Regions from separate parts of the Mus musculus genome. Here all the other regions are linked to region 1. The links are chromatin contacts, called in public HiChIP or PLAC-seq and promoter capture Hi-C maps. All regions are on one chromosome and are shown on one strand. Each heading gives the region's core, a stretch centred on a gene start, on an enhancer-like site or on the middle of the called end of the contact. The rest is flanking DNA. Distances are from core to core; before and after follow the strand shown.

Region 1 (4,036 bases), core at 214-2,713:
CTGGAGAGATGGCTTAGCGGTAAAGAGCACTGACTGCTCTTCCAGAGGTCCTGAGTTCAATTCCCAGCAACCACATGGTGGCTCACAACCATCTGTAGTGGGCATCCAATGCTGTCTAAGGCTGTGTCTAAAGGCAGTGACAGTGTATCCCACATGTATGAAATAAATATGGCCAGAACCAGCAGGCTGGAAAAAAAAAAGCCAGGTGAAAGTAGAAATCAGAAAGGGAGATTTATTCAACATGGATACATTGGGAAGACGGATTTTGGGAGTTTGGGCATTCACTGGAGATATATATATGTATATATATACATATATATATATATATATATATATATATACACACACACACACATATACACACACACACACACACATATATATATATATATATATATATATATATATATGTATTACATGTATATAATGTGTATATACATAGGCAGTGGTGGCGCACACCTTTAATCCCAGCACTCAGGAGGCAGAGGCAAGTGGATTTCTGAGTTCTAGGCCAGCCTGGTCTACAGAGTGAGTTCCAGGACAGCCAGGGCTACACATAGAAAACCTGTCTCAAAAAAAAAAAAAAAAAAAAATATATATATATATATATATATATATATATATATATACATTCTTTACATATGAATAATATTCAAAGATGTATATGTTTAAGTTAGTTTAACTCACCAATAATGCCACGTGTACCCTCTATTTCTGCATTTTTTTTCTGTCTCTCTCTTTCTCTCTCTTTTGGTACAGTATTTTTCACTTTAACATACAATTCTCTTTTTAAATTCTCTTCTTCCTACACCTCTACACAAACTCCTTGTTCATGGATGTAGGTAGGCATGGTGGTCTATATCGTACACCAGTTGATCCCAGGAGCTCCAAAGAGTGCTTAGTACATTCAAATAACTAAGTACTGGCAAACGTATTTTAAATTAGATTTTCGTTTTGCTTTCTGGAGTGCAAGTTTTTCAGTTTCTGTATTGGGAAAATGCAAAAACACAGTATAGGAGGCGGAGGTCATGTAGCCTCACTGGTTCAATGGGCAGAGATGCAAACCTCGAAGTTAAAAGTGATCAGGGGTTAGTGGGTTTTTTTTTTTGGAGGGGGGGTAGGAAGGGCGAAAAGATTTCTTTCTTGTAGTTGACGAAGAGAGGAGAGAGACTAAATCCCCTTTCCAAGGTAGTGTTTCAAATCTTAGAACTTGTGACTTTGAATTTACTACCCAGACAATCCCAGCACCCTCAAGCGGTTTACCAAGGACCATGCCCTTCCCTTGGCAGCTTCACTGCCCTTACTTAGGTGGTTAGGCTGTGCCTAAACTTTTTTCTTTTTGTAAATTCTGAGCCATATATCCATGTATCAGGGAACAGATGCTGAGACTACCTAGCCTCTACACCCGGGTGTTCAGCAAGGTGCTGAAGGGGCAGTAGGCATGGTCGAGGGCAGGCAGCGCAGCAGACACCAGGTCGAGGACCGCGCGTGTAGGTCCAGTCGCCGCGGGATCCCGGGCCTGGCGTCTGTGGTTACCGCACGCACGCACGTACGCACGCACACTGCGCCCAGAATGAGGGTCGCGGCCCTGATCAGGTAATGAGGACTGGGGCCATCGCTTTACTCTTGGGCAAGGCTATATCCTGACGCGGCCACTGTAGAAACATCCGGAGCCACTTCTTGGGGCGCCGCGTGGGCCGGCCGGCGCCACGGCCACCGGAAGAGGCGGGGCGATCTGCTCGGGCTCCCTGGCCCCACGCGCCTCCTCTCTGGCAGCTTGGCAAAGCTAAACAGCACTAATTCCTGGGTCCTCCTCCTCCTCCGTGGGCGCATGGTCACCACGCCTGTTGGACTTTTATTTGCTCTGAACTTTGAGAGCCGCTGTTAACTTCACTTACTTGTTAGCAGTTTTTGTCCTCTATAATTCTCCTCAGTCTTGATCCTTTCCAGGAAGGAGGATTGCAACCTCACTCTCTTCTCACATCTCTGGCTTGCCGGGAGAGCTGTAGGATCCCCTAGATGGTTTGAGATTGCTTTGCTCCTATGTTGTCAGACACCTCCGTTGGAACTCAAGCTACTGACAGATGTATTTCCTCCTGGTTGAGTTGAAAATAAGCTAGGTTTTTCTAGATGCTCTGGAGTGCGTTGGATACAAATTTGCCTTACTGACCCTGGGCAACCCAAGTCATATTCCAAAAGTAGTTTGAAATCTAGTAACTTACTTAAAAGCCCAGATACTATAGCTGATAAGCAGAGCTATCCTTGATCTGTTTCAGTGCCTGGCAGTGATAAGGGGCATAGCAATATTAGTTTAAGACCCTTAAGTGTATTGTTTCTTGAGATTTAGACCTCAAAAAAGTGTGAATTCCACTTTATTGCTACAGTCTCTTTTTGTTAGCCTAGTGAAGCACACGTACACATTTGTTGTTAATGCCCTAGGTAACTGATGCTAGTTGACAGTGGGTGACAGTCTAGGTAAGCCAGTTTCTCTAGTGGCAGGAAAATGCCAGATCTGTTGATTCTGTGCCATTTTAAGGAAATGAAAACCCACCATAATTTAATAAATTTTACACATAAAGGGAATAAAACTTTAACCATCACGATTATTTGGTGAAGAGAGATAAAAATTAAATGTGAGCCAGGAAGGCAGCCATGGAACTTAGTTTACCGAAGCTCAGCAGGGTAGTAAAACATGTGAAACTGGAGAGAAGAAAGTCTCAGTGGAGTGTGTTCCTCAAAACACTCAGTGGATAGGAATTTAGAGGTGCTGTTTGAGAAATTATACAATTAAAAGCTGTATATTAGGAAATAAGAATGCACAAAATAAATATACATGTACTGTGTATGATTGTGTATAACATGGCCATATATTTAAGCTTCAGTTTGATAAATCTGTGTGCATTGTGTACCCACATGCATGTATTTGAATTTGTGTGTACAACAGTTGATAGGGTATGAATGTATTTCCAGGACAAAATGAAACACATTCTTTTATATCACTAAGTCAAAGACTAAAAAAAACTCAAAAAAAAAAAAAAAAAAAAAGATGTCCTGTTGAATGGAAGCTTGTAGATTATCTAGGCAGGCTATTTTAAATTTATTCTGAAGCATAGAAACCCAAATATATTGTGATTGCATTGTCTGCCTTTGGAATCTTCTGCCCGATCTGGGCTGCATTGTCTAGTCTCAAGAAGAAGCACCTAATCTTATTGCAACTTGATATGCCAAGGCTGGTTGGTCCTTAGGAGGCCTCCCCTTTTCTGCAAAGAAGGGGTGGTATGGTGGATGGAGCTACATGAGAGGGAGGTACTCATAGGAGAGGAGCGAGGAGAGGTGGCATCAGGATGCAAAGGAAATGAATAACATCATCATAATAATTAACAGTAAAAAATTCTTTGTTCCTGAATGCTTTTTGTTCTTTGAGTACTCTGTGTTCTGTAGAACACAGCTTGAGAAATACTTTGAAAGGATATTTAAAGAGTTGACATATTTTAAACCATAAAGTTAGGAGGTGATTATGGATGTTCACCCTTGAATCTCTAACGTATTTCTAGAGCATTTGTTTATTTGTTTTGGGGGGAACATAGTAATAGGATCCAATAGAGAAAGTTATGAAGACCTACTTTGGCGCATATCTGAAAAGATGAGGCCTGGGATTTATTTATTTATTTATTTATTTATTTACCTGACTGTCTTAGTCAGGGTTTCTATTCCTGCACAAACGTCATGACCAAGAAACAAGTTGGGGAGGAAAGGGTTTATTCAGCTTACATTTCCATACTGCTGTTCATCACCAAGGAAGTCAGGACTGGAACTCAAGCAGGCCAGAAAGCAGGAGCTGATGCAGAGGCCATTGACGGATGTTCTTTACTGGCTTGCTTCCCCTGGCTTGCTCAGCCTGCTCTCTTATAGAACCCAAGACTATCAGCCCAGAGATGGTCCCACACACAAGGGGCCTTTCCCCCTTTAATCACTAATTGAGAAAATGCCTTACAGCTGGATCTCATGGAGGCATTTCCTCAACTGAAGCTCCTTT
Region 2 (4,035 bases), core at 621-3,120, 160 kb before region 1:
GATGTGCGAGCAAAGGGATGCCCAAGCAAACCAGACAGATTTCCTAGTTTATTTAGCAGTCCTTTCTTTTATTTTTAACAAGAATTTAGTAAAACCCTTAATAATTACTTCTAAATATATGCATAAATTACCCACTCAAGACAGCTATTTAAAATTGTCTTTTCATTGTATATCTGAATTCTCTTCTCTTAAAAAACTTCTGTAGAAGATCAAAGAATTCCTGCGAAGAAAAGTTAATGTCTCTGAGGGAATTCCAGCGGGATGGTCAGGAAAAGTGTCTTTAACACAGTTTAGATGGTATAACATAACCTGAGAAAACACTGGAGATGATATTCTAATCTGAGGTCTACATTTAAAATATATGTATAGAGTCTAACCACAAACTTTCTTAAATGGCTTTTCAAAATTCAGAATTTGGGCTAAAGAACAGTACAGTAAGTAAAGTACTTGCTGCCTAAGCAAGAGGCTCCAAGTTTGGATCCCTAACACCCCGGGGAAGGCTGTGCATAGCAAATGTACATCTGGGGTATCATCTTTGGGGGATAGAGATGGATCTTGAATTGGATCTCAAGGAGTCACTGGCACAGCCTAGATAAAATGGTGGGCAATCTCCAAGTTCAATTAGGGCCCCTGTTTAAAGAAGTGATTGACAACTTAGTATCTGCCTCTGGTCTTCATATATATCTTCACATATACATGCACACTCACTCACACACATAAGACAGACAAACAGAAGAACAGACAGAGACAAAGAGACAGGGAGAAACATGAACATTTGCATCAGGATTTTCCAGCACTCAATGTCAAAATTAAAAAAAAAAAAACAAAACTTTATATTATCTGGCAAGGGTTTTAGGTGACAATTTGAAAATGAAGTCTTGGAGTTGCCAGCAGTAGTCAAATCACATTTCCTAACCCTTGTTCCCAAACACAGCCGGCCAGGGAAAGCTCTTGAAAGTAGCTTATTTTACATCATAGCCCTAGGTTAAACCAAAATAATCCAGGAGGAGGAAAACAACAATCATAGCAAGAAAAAAATTCCCACAGTGAGCTACACATCGCAGATGCCCAGACCTTCCATGGGTCTTAATGAGGGTCAGAGGTCAGAGCTAAAGAGCCCTGCGAAACAGTGAGAACCAAGATCCTGTTTCCATTTTAATGCCCTTGTGTTTATGTTTGGCTTCTGCAAGGGAAAGGTCCAGACAATTCCACTTCCAGGGAGGCCAGCAAAATACTGGACTGGGGTAGCAGTTTGACTGAAAAGTGGGGGTGTTCATGGGGCTAAGGATAGCCTCTGTTCAAAAAAAAAAATACAGGATTGCCAAATGTTGGCTGAGCGTCATTATACATGCCTAACCTAAAATTAAATCACATTATGAAAATAAAGACCATTGTCTTCAATCTGCCCCTTCACCTCTCCACCCACACACCTCCAGAGACGGCTGTGGAAGTTTAAATTTAGTACCAACGTTGGTTACATAACAGTCACCAGCCACCTCAAACTCTCAGCCCCTCAATTTGTCAGCCTGACCTTCCTACCACACTCTGATAAACTTCATCTAAGAAAGCTGCTTATTTTGTTTATCTTAGGGGCTGACATGGTAGTTTATCACTGATTTTGCACTACCTGATTTTTGGAGTATTTAACTTTCGTAAAAATGCATCACTCAACAGCACACTATTCCTTTGTGGGGAAAAAAAAATATGTTACTTTTCCACGCACCAACCATCACCCTTTTCTCAACTTCTGAACCTTTGATGACCTGGGAAACTAGATCCAAATCAACGGTTTCATGTACTTCCCAATCTTATCATTGCCAGATAACTTTAACTTGTGTTTTCCTGGCGGGGCCTGGCTTGAAATCCTGAAACAACAGTGTTCATCCTTCCAGGAAGTCCAATGGGGATCGGAAATGCCGTACTCTTGCCCTGTCCTGGAGTTGCTAAATGTCTACTGGCTTCTGAACAGAATTCGGGATGAAGCGTTAGTAGTCATTCATTTGTTTTAGATCTAATACTAAAATGAACCAAAGGCCAAGTGACTAGTAATGACCAGAAGGTTTCTTAGGTACTTACTCAGGGAAAGCCCTTGGATATGAACTTTCTAACCATTAACTCCTTTGATCTGTTTAGTGGTCCCATTGGGGAAGTTACTATTAGTCTTTATATTTTATGATGAGAAAACTGGCTTAAGGCAGCAAATTTTACATTTATAGAACTAGAAATGGCTATTGCCAGGTTTCCAATCTTGTGTGATTACCAAGCTTAGTCGGTTATCGACTCCCCAGCATCTTCTAGTATATATACTAGTTATATTAGTTAGTATAGATTGGGTGCCAGAATCTCTTGCAAAATCAGCCACCTTCTCAAGACGCCATTACTTATAAAACAGGTTGAATGAACACACACACATACACACTCCCTCTCCTCCTTCCCCTTCCCAGGTAGGTTCTAGAAAGAAAACAGGTTTGAAACCACTGATACTAGAGAAATAGGTCAGTGGATTTCATAAACTATAAACACGCTGTGCATGCTTTAATAAGATATAGGCTTTGTAAGCAGACACTCTATGAAAACATTTTTGTGTTATTTTTCTCACTCTTTCACTGAACAGAAACACTAAGTGTCTACTACATTCCTGAACCAGTAACAGCTTTTCATAAACATTAGACAAGCTCTCTAGAGTCATGAAGCCTAAAGACCAATTCCATGACTCCCCATGTGTAGTGTCTTGTACTCAACATGATTGAAGTAGCAACTACTGTATCATTAAATGATGGTAGAATATTGAGGATGGAATAATTAACATTTTTATAAGGGTTGCTGACCTCAACCTTTTAACTCCTGTTTGGCTCAAAAATGATTATAAATCACCCTTTGAGTGACTACCTGTACACAATGATACATGCTCTATGCCTATCCCTACAAATATATCATTACAGCCACCTGCCTTCAATGCTGGATACCTTCTTTTTCATGGTTTGAGTATGAGATTGCTCAGTGGTTAAGAGCACTTGCTGCTCACATGAAGACCAGAGTCCAGATTGAAGAATGCATGTTAGGCAGCTCAACAGATATACACAGGTGCACTCAAGCATATCCATAATTACTATTAAAATTCTAAATACAATATTAAATTTGAAAGAGACCAGGTATGGTAGTACATACCTTTTATCCCAGCACATGAAAGATAGAGACACATAGATTTTTCTAAGTTCCAAACCAGTCAGCTACGGTTACAAAGTGAGACCATAGGGAAAAAAAATAATGCCTATGAATAGAAAAAAAATACATCTAATTTTCTTTGCTAATACTAGTGATAAGTCTGTACTTAATCCATTCTTTGAGAATATTGTAACCCACAACAAAGAGAGTATTTAGGTTGGCTGCATCCCCGATTCCCTGATTAAGTTCTCAATTCTGGAAGGGTTTACTTCCAAGGGTTTACTTCCAGTTTCTTTGTGAGCATAAATTAAACTTTCAGTTATATTTCTACCCAGCCCCCATAATCCCCCCAAAACACACCCAGAATGTTTGCTATTTATAATTCTGCAGGCATGGTTGGCCCACAGAATGTTTTACAGGTTGTCATGGACTATGCACTGGTCCTTCTATAATTTGTCTTTGTTTCTGTGCTAGCAAACAGGAAGTAACCTAGCAAACAGGAAGTAACCTAGCAAAGAACAGTCATGAATTAATTCATAACTTCAGAAATAGATCAAAATAAAATAGCATATTCAAGAGTATACAGTTGACATAACTTTTAAAAGATATGTTTCTGAGGTTCTTTTTCTCTTTATTAATCAGTTATGCTCTCAGTTAATTTTCATATCATCTTAGATTTATTTACTTTTAAAAATTAGATGATACTTTTTATTGATTGATTGATAGTATCAGTGATTGCACCTGGTCCTTCGTGTTGGTAGGCAATCACTCTATGGCTGGACTATATCATCAGCTCCAAAAATGCATTATAAATACTTATTTCCTTAAAATGAAACATACACATTCCAATCGTCTCTCTCTTTCCTTTTA
Region 3 (4,069 bases), core at 825-3,324, 190 kb before region 1:
AAGGGCTATCTGTTTCTTGAGCAAAGCAATAATTTATTCATTAAAACTTTATACCAGCATATAAAGCAATGGAAACACACTATTTTGATGTGTTTTAAGCCTAAGCAATTGAAATCAAACAATGTAATCTACTGAAATCAAAGCTTCTGGATGCTTCCATGTAATTAATAAATTGACAGAATGGTTTACATGATGTAACTATTCAAAAAGTATTTGTATCTTAGAATATACCTCTGTCTATTAGATAGTTTGGATTTAATGGTGAATAAAAGGGAGGCATCTCTCTTTTCCCTTGTGAATCTTTTATAGCAGTAGAAAAAATAAAGAAAAATATTTTTTAATTCTTTAGATAAAATAATTAAAATAGAAGTTTAATAGAAAATAATTGAACACAGAAAAGTAAATAGTAGATGTCTCTGAAAAGGGGGCATATCAGCTGGGTTCCCAAGGATAGGGACTTATGCCAGGACATAAACAGGACATTCTAGTCAAAAGGAAAGCACCATCCATTAAAGACACGACTAGGAAAAGATGGGTACACAGTGGAGGCTGAAGTATGCTATGTCTCTGGGTGTGGAATGAAGCTTTTTTTTTTCCACACCTGCCCCCCCCCTCCACTTACTCTGCTTCAGGTATCTGTATTTGCTCCAGTAATTGCCTAAGACCAAAGATAGAAGGTGTATTTTCCTCCTCTGGTCCTTTACACCCACACCTTATCAATCAACAAGTGCTGTTAGATCAGAAATATTGTCCTGAATCTGTCCACCCCTTTCTAGTCACTGTCCAGACCATCTCATAATCATCCCTTGCCTGGGAGCACATGCTACAGCTTCCAGCCTAGGAGCCAGCTTTCTTCAACTCTGTTCTCCTCATGACGGTTAGCCATCTCTTAAAGATGTAAAATAGGTCTCCATATAAGTCATCCAGTGGCTCCTTTAACATCCTTCAGATAGCCACATGGGCTTTATGTTGCCTTTCAACGTTTCATCCACCACAGCTGGGGGAGTTAGAGGAAGGACTGAAGGAGCTGAGGGGGTTAGCAACCCCATAGGAAGAACAACAATATCAACCAACCAGACCCCTAAATCTCCCAGGGACTAAACCACCAACCAAAGGGTATACATGGAGGGACCCATTGCTCCAGATCCATGGACCTGTGGAGGCTTGATGACCTAGTGTAGGGAATTCTAGGGTAGTCTCATGGGAATGGGTTGGTAGGATGGGGAGAATCTTCATAGATGTGGAGGGGGGGAAGGAGATGGGGATTTGTAGAGGGAAAACTGGGAAGGGGAAATAACATTTGAAATGTAAATAAATAAAATAACCAATAAAAAGGAAAATTTAAATGAATCTTAGAAATTTCCTATAAAAGAATAAAGATGTTTCCGTAAGCACACACACACACACACACACACACACACATTTCACCCACATGCCACCTTCCAAGTGAATCCAAACTTTATGGCTTAATTCTAGGGAGACTCTTTTTTTTTTTTTTTTTTTTTTACTTCTTTTTGTAGTCTATCTTCATTTCTTGAGAAATTTCTAAGCAGGAATCTAGACTGTCTCGAATGCTGAGTTTCCTTCACACAGGACAGTGAAGAGCATATAGCAGCCATTTGATGAAATTGGAAATCTGGGGAGGGATGCAGAAGTCAAAGCATTCATGGACCCTTTGGACACTATCAGTTGGGATGTTCTTGCCAACTTAAATGGGAAGCTTCAGGGGAGTTCTGTGCAAGAAGACAAAAATACCATGATGGCTGTTGCCATGTGAAGAACACACCAAAGAGGAGCAAGGATGGAGCAGGACAAGCAGTTAGGAGCCAGTTGAAAGATGCAAATGGGAGATGCTTTGGGCTCAGCGTACTGCAGTGGTATTGGTGAGAGTGGATAAGTGGGTGGGTATGCAATATAATTTCAGCTCACCTTCTGATGGATTGAGTTGGAGAGGAAGGAAAGTGATGAGAATTATACTTAGGTTCGGTGGTGGGAGGAGTGTGCTAGCATGGTAGAAAAGGAGGGAGTTAAAGGAAGGCAGACCTGGAGGGAGGCAATGATTCAACTGGATACACTTAATCATCCTGAGTCATACTTAATTTCCTGGCAACTTGTTAGGATCAGTTTCAGGTCTGGTATTTCTCCTTAGAGGGGCCATTCAAGGAAAGGTCACTCTGTTCACAGAAACAAATATGTCTTTAGCAGATATCCAGTGGCGGTTAAATGGGAGCATCAGAAGAAGCAAATAGCAGCCCATGAGGAATGGTGAACATTCTGCTCCTCATTTCTATGCCAGTTTTCTAAAATCGCCAAAAATATAAAAATAAAAAATTAAAATTAAAAAAAAAACAATTTTGTCAAGGAATTTCCAGCCCTAAATATAACATAAGGAAGAACGCATGGATTGATAAGGCTTTTCACACTGCATTTAATTGAAAGATGATGATGCTGTACGGTTTTTTCCTCTCTCTTCCATTCTCACTTCATAGTCCCTCCATGCAATCTGTAGCACCAGGGAATATGAGGCAAAGAGGAGGAGTAGAGGCTAGCTGAGCCATTAGCAGCTGTGTTAGTCACTGTTTGGACGGAGGCTCTCCTGAGCAAGACATTCCTTAAAACTGAGCGCAAGAGCAGTGAAGGGTGAAGAGTGACTGTGATTGGCATTAAAGAAATACAGCAAGACCCCCTTTGCTTCAGAAAGGACCTGCAGTGTGTCCTGATTCTTCTATGTAATAAGCGGTATTTTCTAGAAGGTCTTCTAGTTGACTTGAAGATTTGGCCTTCCTGTAGATATAAATTTGTTAGGAAATTTAAAAAAAAAGCTTTTGGTAATAATTTACTTTTGCACCAAAGATGTCCGTTTATGTTCATAGTTTTCATCTATTATTTTTCACAGAATATTACCTTATTAGCTTATAATATAGTTCTAAGTTGTAAAGATCTAGAAAGCACAGTCAAGGTTGGTAATATTCCTCAAAGTGGGTAAATAACAAAAACATTACTTTGAGTATGAGTTGTTCTTTAAAATCCCTACATAAAAGATAAAATAGCCTTTGATGCACAACTTCTTAGCATCTGATTCTATATTCAATATTCTATTCTATGTAGATGATTATAAAAAATGAATGATGAATATTTTAATGTAAAAAAGACTGTAAAAAAACCCCGCTTATTAGTACTATAGATGTAACTGAATTACCTTAATACATAAACAACTAAACCACAGACAATGGAAATCTAATGAATGGAAATCTATCTGAGGTAGATACTTCTTTATGAATTTTGTAACTGTGGAACAAGAAATGTAATAAAGAATTTCCACTTGTTGCTCAGCTCAGTCGAAGGTGGCTTGAAGGGCTTGATCTAGTCAACACATATGATATGAGAGCTCCTTTCCTTCTACTTGGCAAGGTCACCAGGTCCTGGGATTATACATATGCTGGGGCACATACTAGCACAGTATCCTAGGGCCTGAGACAAGGCACACTTCCCTTCATTTGGGGGCAAGAGTCTGTTTTGGTGGGGACTGAAGGATACGTGAGTGGCGGGGTGGGGGGAACCTCCTCTGACCTTTATTTTAGAACAGGATGTGGCCTTGGTTCTCTCCATAAAACGTAATATCTTGTCAAAGAAAAGCCATCAGCTAGGGCCCCACACTCAGTAACACACCATCTATCTGTTCTCTCTCAAACAAAAGGAGCTGATGATCAGTCTGTAGCTCCCCTGCCCCAGCCCCAGAAAAAAAGGAGGGAATTTTATTCTTCTTGATGTCTAAACCATTTTGAAAGTAGGCAAGATGGCATGCAAGTAAAATACATTAAAGTGTAAATACAACACAGAAGGATATACATGCTTACAAACAGTGTCCTTTAAACAACTCAGTCTGGCCATGTGGCTTCCTAAATGTGTCAATCTCACCCCCTTTCCCTCCTGTGAAATGGCCAAACTAAAGTGACCCTTCCTGCCATTTTGCTTTGAAATATTGGGAGTTCCTTTAAAATGATTCTTTACCCTAGCACAGTGTGATTTGTTTTTCCCCAAACCAAAGAAACTAAAACTAACCTTTACC

The links. Promoter capture Hi-C pulls out the DNA fragments that hold promoters and counts their contacts. HiChIP or PLAC-seq counts read pairs in DNA pulled down with a chosen protein or histone mark.
Region 2: a promoter capture Hi-C map of liver shows a contact between it and region 1, with 2.6 times the contacts expected there. The contact joins the enhancer-like site here to the promoter of Dph6 in region 1. A contact is called at or near these places in 7 of 39 promoter capture datasets (the 3T3-L1 cell line, 3T3-L1-derived adipocytes, cranial neural crest and 3 more), 2 of 484 Hi-C or Micro-C datasets (cerebellum and nephron progenitors) and 3 of 9 other capture datasets (adipose tissue, embryonic tail and embryonic trunk).
Region 3: an H3K27ac HiChIP or PLAC-seq map of the NIH/3T3 cell line shows a contact between it and region 1, with 2.6 times the contacts expected there. The contact joins the enhancer-like site here to the promoter of Dph6 in region 1. A contact is called at or near these places in 11 of 39 promoter capture datasets (the 3T3-L1 cell line, 3T3-L1-derived adipocytes, the SN4741 cell line and 6 more), 7 of 484 Hi-C or Micro-C datasets (cerebellar granule neurons, cortical neurons, embryonic fibroblasts and 3 more) and 3 of 115 datasets of contacts at active chromatin or transcription factors (the NIH/3T3 cell line, a colorectal cancer cell line and neural progenitor cells).

Annotation. Positions count from the first base shown.
Region 1 is chr2:114,652,391-114,656,426 of GRCm38.p6, reverse strand. Dph6 (diphthamine biosynthesis 6) reads left to right here and starts at 1,463. Exons shown (of 9, transcript NM_025675.5): 1 at 1,463-1,596. The coding sequence starts at 1,574.
Region 2 is chr2:114,810,121-114,814,155 of GRCm38.p6, reverse strand. No RefSeq gene overlaps it. Among named protein-coding and RNA genes, the nearest start is that of Gm13974, 42 kb to the left of the region's middle. Within about 2 kb of position 1,870, at least 11 of the 459 cell types and tissues checked have an H3K27ac peak or open chromatin away from gene starts, as enhancers often do. A contact at or near this core is called in liver, where this site is marked.
Region 3 is chr2:114,847,141-114,851,209 of GRCm38.p6, reverse strand. No RefSeq gene overlaps it. Among named protein-coding and RNA genes, the nearest start is that of Gm13974, 4.7 kb to the left of the region's middle. Within about 2 kb of position 2,074, at least 13 of the 459 cell types and tissues checked have an H3K27ac peak or open chromatin away from gene starts, as enhancers often do. A contact at or near this core is called in the NIH/3T3 cell line, a colorectal cancer cell line and pancreatic cancer cells, where this site is marked.